Regions from separate parts of the Rattus norvegicus genome. Here region 2 is linked to region 1. Evidence: chromatin contacts called from public Hi-C data. All regions are on one chromosome and are shown on one strand. Each heading gives the region's core, a stretch centred on a gene start, on an enhancer-like site or on the middle of the called end of the contact. The rest is flanking DNA. Distances are from core to core; before and after follow the strand shown. Region 1 holds the start of Col15a1 (collagen type XV alpha 1 chain). Region 2 overlaps Col15a1 (collagen type XV alpha 1 chain).

Region 1 (2,700 bases), core at 152-2,651:
AGTTAAACCATCACCAATCCCAGACCAGCTTCGCTAACTCCTCTAAATCCAAATGGGTGAGAGGCTCTGGCTCCAAGCGTCTTCAATGCAACGGGTGAGGGAGGACAAGAACATGCCAAACTGGGTTTGAGTTCTGGTTTTCATAGTTACCACTTCCTAAGCCTCTCAAAGAGTGCTTTTCAACACACACATTTCTGTGAAGAGAAAGGTATCTTTCCTTCTGCCTGCTAAGTACCCAGAAGCATGGAAAGGACATTATTTTCCCTCTGTCCATTACACTTCTCAACCTTTCTGGGAACTATGAGAGTCTAGTTAATCCTTCCTTTCAGATGAGGAAACTGAGGCACTCAGAGTGAAAAGTATTGCCCACAGTCACCCGGCAGAGGAGCGATTCACACCCAGGCAGCTTGACTTTAAGTCAGACCCACTTTAACTCAAGCTTCTGATGCCCTCAGAAGAGAAAGAAAGATCAGTTTCTCAGGCTTAGTCCATCATCCACTGCACCTCTGTTCTGCAGGGATGGGGACCTCTCAGGACTCTGGCTGAATCAAGTGGGCTAGCGACTCTGTTCTGTTCTGTTAGGAACAACCAGGACGTCAAGGTATCTCTGCCGGAGACCTTGTTTCCCATGGATCTGCTCAACTCACAGCCCAGTGTGCAGGACCTCAGCGCGCTTTGGGATACTGTTCCCACTGGCAGTGTGGTGTCACTGTACAACTAAAGTCCCTCTCTGCCTTCTCCGAGGAGCCACATCCAGCTCAGATACTCTGTGTGCCCTGGCTGAAGCAAACGCCTCAGAGCCCAGGAACCCGGGGGGCCGGGAGGACACGGGGCAAGACCGCCTGTGCGCTGCACCAAGCAAGGACTCCCTTTTATGTCCAGGAATGAGGCGCCCCAGCACCCGGGCGCGCAAACGGCGGCTGTGGCTTACCTGTCGCGGCGCGCGTCTGCAGGACGGTGGAAAGCAGCGTGGAGATGATGGAGAGCAGCCACCTCGGGCGCCGGCCCTGCGCGGTCCTCCTGCAAGAAGCGGTGGCAGAGAAGGTGAGGTGGGGGTCGGGCGGCGAGACCAAGGCTCAGGGGCCGTGGGGCGCGGGTCCTACCTGTGTGTCATGGTGCAGCTGCCGGACCCCAGCTCCACTTTGCCCGCGGAACAAAGGCGGCGCTCGGCGGCGGCGGCGGGATCCCGGCTGCCGCCCGTGCCTGAGTCACCCGCGCTCTGAAACCCGACTCCGCCGCGCCCTGCGCTCCCCCACGCGCGGTGCCCCACCTCGCCGCTGGTTCCCGCCGCGCCTCCCTACGCCCCCTTCTTCTCGCCACCCCAGGGCCTTATGTAACACGCGAGGAAAGTCCTGCATGCAGACACAGAGCTCCACAACCTTAGGGCCGCCTGGGATAGCTGGGGTTTCCTTATAGGACAGACTAGGCTATTGAGATTCAGAGGGGAGTGGCAGTGTCCCAAAGCCACACAGTTGAAGTTGCTCCTGGTTGCTGTGCCACGCCCAGCACACCAACCAGGATCCCGCTTGCTTGCCCAGAGAAGCGCGGTGGGGACGGAAGTCATGCACAGAGCTAGGACTTTGAAGGCTTCATGGAGTGTGCACTGAACATTTTGGAATTCCCAAACCTTGACCAAACCTGATCTGGCCTCCTTCCGCCTGTCCCCAAGTTAATGAAGACGGTCCAGAGAAGGCAAGCAATTTATCAAGGTGTCCACCCAGTAAACCATACAAGAAAATCAACATTGGAGGAAACAACAAACCCTCAACGTTGGCCAGGGCACATAGTCAGGTGTATGACCTGCCTGCTGGGGACAAGACACCCCTTAACTAACAAGCAACACAGAGGGCAGGAGTTGGGAGCTTGGCTTTTATGCGTGCTATCCCCAGGAACTCTTGAAGTTTCTAGTGCACTGCAGGGAAAGTGGGGGTGGGGACTGGTCCCTTCTCAGGCCACGAAGTTAATGCTCAGAGTGGCCAGCACAGTACAGTGCTCACTGCTGTCTCCCCTGCTGTGATGATGGCACCTTCAGACCACAGGGGTCAAGACAGGCAGCACAATTGATAGGCTTTTAAGGGAGGCACCAGGGCTGAGGCACCAGGAGCCAAGGCAGGAACAAGGAAGACAGCATTCTAAGGACACTGCCCACTTACAGTGGCTTTGACATCTGTTCACGATGTCTATGGAGGTGAACTCTCTTTCCCCTTTTGTGCCTGCTGTGCTGGGTATAACACTTATTACAAGTTACTAACCATGGGAAGCTGGCTTTCTTGGGTCTGGATTTCTGTATTCTGTGCAAAACGCATCAGCCAGATCTGTAACTGGCTTCCTGGAAAGATTTTCCCTAAGAAGACTGCAGCACCCAAGGCTGTTCCAAATGAAAAGGTTAAGAATAACAGCGTTTAATAATTATGACATGTTTGTTAAGATTCATATTTTGTAGGGCTGGAAGGATGGCTCAGAGGGTAAGAGCATGTAGTGTTCTTGAAGAGAACCCAAGTTCCAGGCACCCACGAACAGTGGCCTACGATCACCTGCAACTCTAGTTCTGGGGTTTCCTCCTCTAGGTTCTGTGGGCACTCCCACATGCATGTCCATACAGACACACAGATACACTTGCATGCAAATTGATAAACCTTCCTTTAAAACCCAAATTTGTGGATTATTAAAGTTCAGGTAGACCTATTGACATGGAATCTG
Region 2 (2,700 bases), core at 56-2,555, 45 kb before region 1:
TAAGACACTAGGGTTTCAGGCTCATTTGCTGCCGCAGCACTCTTTGGGCGTCCTAACAAGACCAGGCACAGCTCTTGATGGTAGACTCCACTGGGTAAATGTTTAGCCCATCATAGCAGGGAGGACTGTTAGGAGGAGCCCTGGGACTTCCGCGTTCACAGTTCAGTCCTTACTGTCAGACTTGGGTGGAATGTCTGCTTTCTATTTAGTTGGCTGACCTACTTTGGACAAATCACACAGCCTCACCAAGCCTCAGTTTTCTCCTCTGTATAATGGGGGGGGGCAATAAAACATGTTCCACAGAAGATGAAAAGAAGGCTCCAAGGTTTTCCAAGGACCCAGGTTCAATTCCCAGCATAACTGGCTCTTACTCCAGGGGAGTTGATGCCCTCTTCTGGCCTCTGTGGGCACTGCACATATGTGATACACAAATATATATGTAGGCAAAACACCCATACACATAAAATAAAAATAAATCTAAAAAGGGGGACAAGGTCAGTGCCAAGCGTGGGAGTAGCCGGAAGAGTGTGGGATGCTGAGGCCCAGCCCAGGAGCCTTGAGCCAGGCACTGAAAAAGTCCAAATAGCAGGAGCCAGATAGGGGTGCTGAAAGAGTGGGAACCCCCAGGAAAAGTAGTAAAGCCCAGCTAGGAATGGCCCACCCAGGGGTGTGTATCTTCTTCTCCTGTGAGGGCTCCAGGAGGAGTCTCTTTGCCCTGGGTCCCTAATGGACCAGGGATGCTTGCCCAACTGTAACCTCCAGGGATACCAATGGCTGGAAGCAAGGGTACATTGTGAGACATGTGGGCCTCAGGACAGATATTTGGAGTAGGCAAGACTGAGGCAAGCAGGAGGACAAGCCTGAAGGAGGATGAGCTGTTACTCAAGGAGATCTCAGTAAGAGTCACTGACCAGCCTTTCAGCCAAAGTCTAACCAAATCTTAGGCAGGCAGCCATGGCTACCTGGACCCTGCTTTGGGGAAAGGTGAGATTCCAGGATCTCACCCTGTGGAGAAAGTGAGGCACCTCATCACACAGCTCCTGGCTGCAGAAGTAATACAGACGAAGAACCAAGTGTGGGCTCTGGCGGTGTAGGCAGGTCTAGTCTGAAGACTTTAGTGTCTTTTCAAATTATTATGGAGGTGTGTTGGTGTGCCTTGCTTTGGTTTTGCCCACCCTCACAGTCACAGTCTGGTGTGCTCATTCACAGATAGGTTTCTGTGTGCCCAATTGTGGGCCGAGCCCTGGGACACATTATGTTACCGTAGCTCCTGCCAGAGCCCAGAGAGGCACAGCCCAGCCCCACCTGCTGTGTCACTGAGCATACAGGATAGCAGAAGCAAGAGCCAAGCTGGAGAGCAGGGCATGGCAGCGGGTAGCCTCACAGGAGAGGATTTGGCCTGGATCCTGAGGTGGATAGGAATTTGCCAGAAGGAAGGAAGCGCGGGTGGAGGTGGGGGTTCCAGGCAAACAGAATTGCACAGAGCTGTCGGGATTGGAAGTCCCAGATGGTATGTCTGGGAAGCCGAGAGCCCTTAGGTGTGGTTGGAAGAGGTCCTGGCTGTGTCTGGGAATCACCCTCAGAGCTCCCTGCCAATGTAGATTCTTGTTCTTTGCTCAGAAACACTGAACACCCCAGGGAAGCAGACCAGGAGCCGCTCTGTTAAAGACCTCTGTCCATCCCATGCACATTTGCATACGGGTGACTCACATGTATAGTCAGAGCTGAAAGACAGAAGTTAATTCTAACTCAGCAGAAGGTAAGCACCTGAGGAGAGGCTGGCTCGGCAGGAGAGACAGGCACGGGGCAGCAGAGGTGCTGACCCTAAATGGGAGGTAGGGGGAGACCTGGACAGGCTGTCTCTGGTTCTGTCTGCCAGTCAGGGTCCAAGTCCTGGAGGGTAGCAAGCTACAAAGGCTGAAAATGAGGAAGTGAGATTCTGCCCAAGAGAGAAGACAGACAGAGAAAGGAGGAACTGTCTGAGACCGAGAGGGAAATCCCCTGCACCAAAACGAGCCATGATGCCCTTCAAGGTGGAGGGATGGCGACCACTCTGGATCTGTGGCCCAAGATGTGACTCTGTCACCTCCAGGCTATGTGGCCTCAACCACAACATGGCTGCTCCATGCCCTCTCCTGTAGAATAGGGGCCCTCTCTGAAATGACACTGATCTCAAAGCAGCACCTGCTCGACGGTGAGAGACTAAGTGAAGGAACATCTGTAGGAGGACAGAAGAACCATGAGGATGGCTTCTGCTGTGTGGGCATTGGGAACCAGCAGCTTTGGGACCAACAGGGTGGACCTAGGGGAATTCTCTTAAGCAGAGGACAGCCATAGGGTGTTTGCACACCTGGACACCAGGAAGCCAGTGTGGAGGGGATTCCAAAAGGAACAGGGAACCCACTGTGTGCTGCATTGAGTCTGGCCCTGAGCTTTCTGGCTTCTTGAAATCCTCACCAGCTAGTCTGCAGTGACCACCATAAACCTTCACCCATCACTGCTGTGGACCAAGGTCTACTTGAGTGTTTGGACCATGTGGCTTGTCCACCTCTCAGACCAATCCACAGAGCAGGCAAGTTCTGCACTAATGGGAGAAGCTGTCTTGGAAACATTAGGTCTCCTGCTGAAGGCCAGTAGCCAGGAGCAACAGGGCTAAGACCTACTCCGGGTAGTGCAATGCTTCTCCCAAGTCCCTAAAAA

Evidence for each region. Hi-C and Micro-C count contacts between places; a contact is called where the count stands out from the background.
Region 2: a Hi-C map of psoas muscle shows a contact between it and region 1, with 1.5 times the contacts expected there. The contact joins the enhancer-like site here to the promoter of Col15a1 in region 1.

What each region holds. Positions count from the first base shown.
Region 1 is chr5:66,296,247-66,298,946 of GRCr8, reverse strand. Col15a1 (collagen type XV alpha 1 chain) reads right to left here and starts at 1,401. Exons shown (of 40, transcript NM_001100535.2): 1 at 1,104-1,401; 2 at 932-1,020. The coding sequence starts at 1,114. It overlaps LOC102551073 (a long non-coding RNA gene), which reads left to right and starts at 411. Exons shown (of 3, transcript XR_354003.5): 1 at 411-1,044.
Region 2 is chr5:66,341,021-66,343,720 of GRCr8, reverse strand. The region is part of intron 5 of Col15a1 (collagen type XV alpha 1 chain); the gene reads right to left. Among named protein-coding and RNA genes, the nearest start is that of Col15a1, 45 kb to the right of the region's middle. Within about 2 kb of position 1,305, at least 23 of the 93 cell types and tissues checked have an H3K27ac peak or open chromatin away from gene starts, as enhancers often do.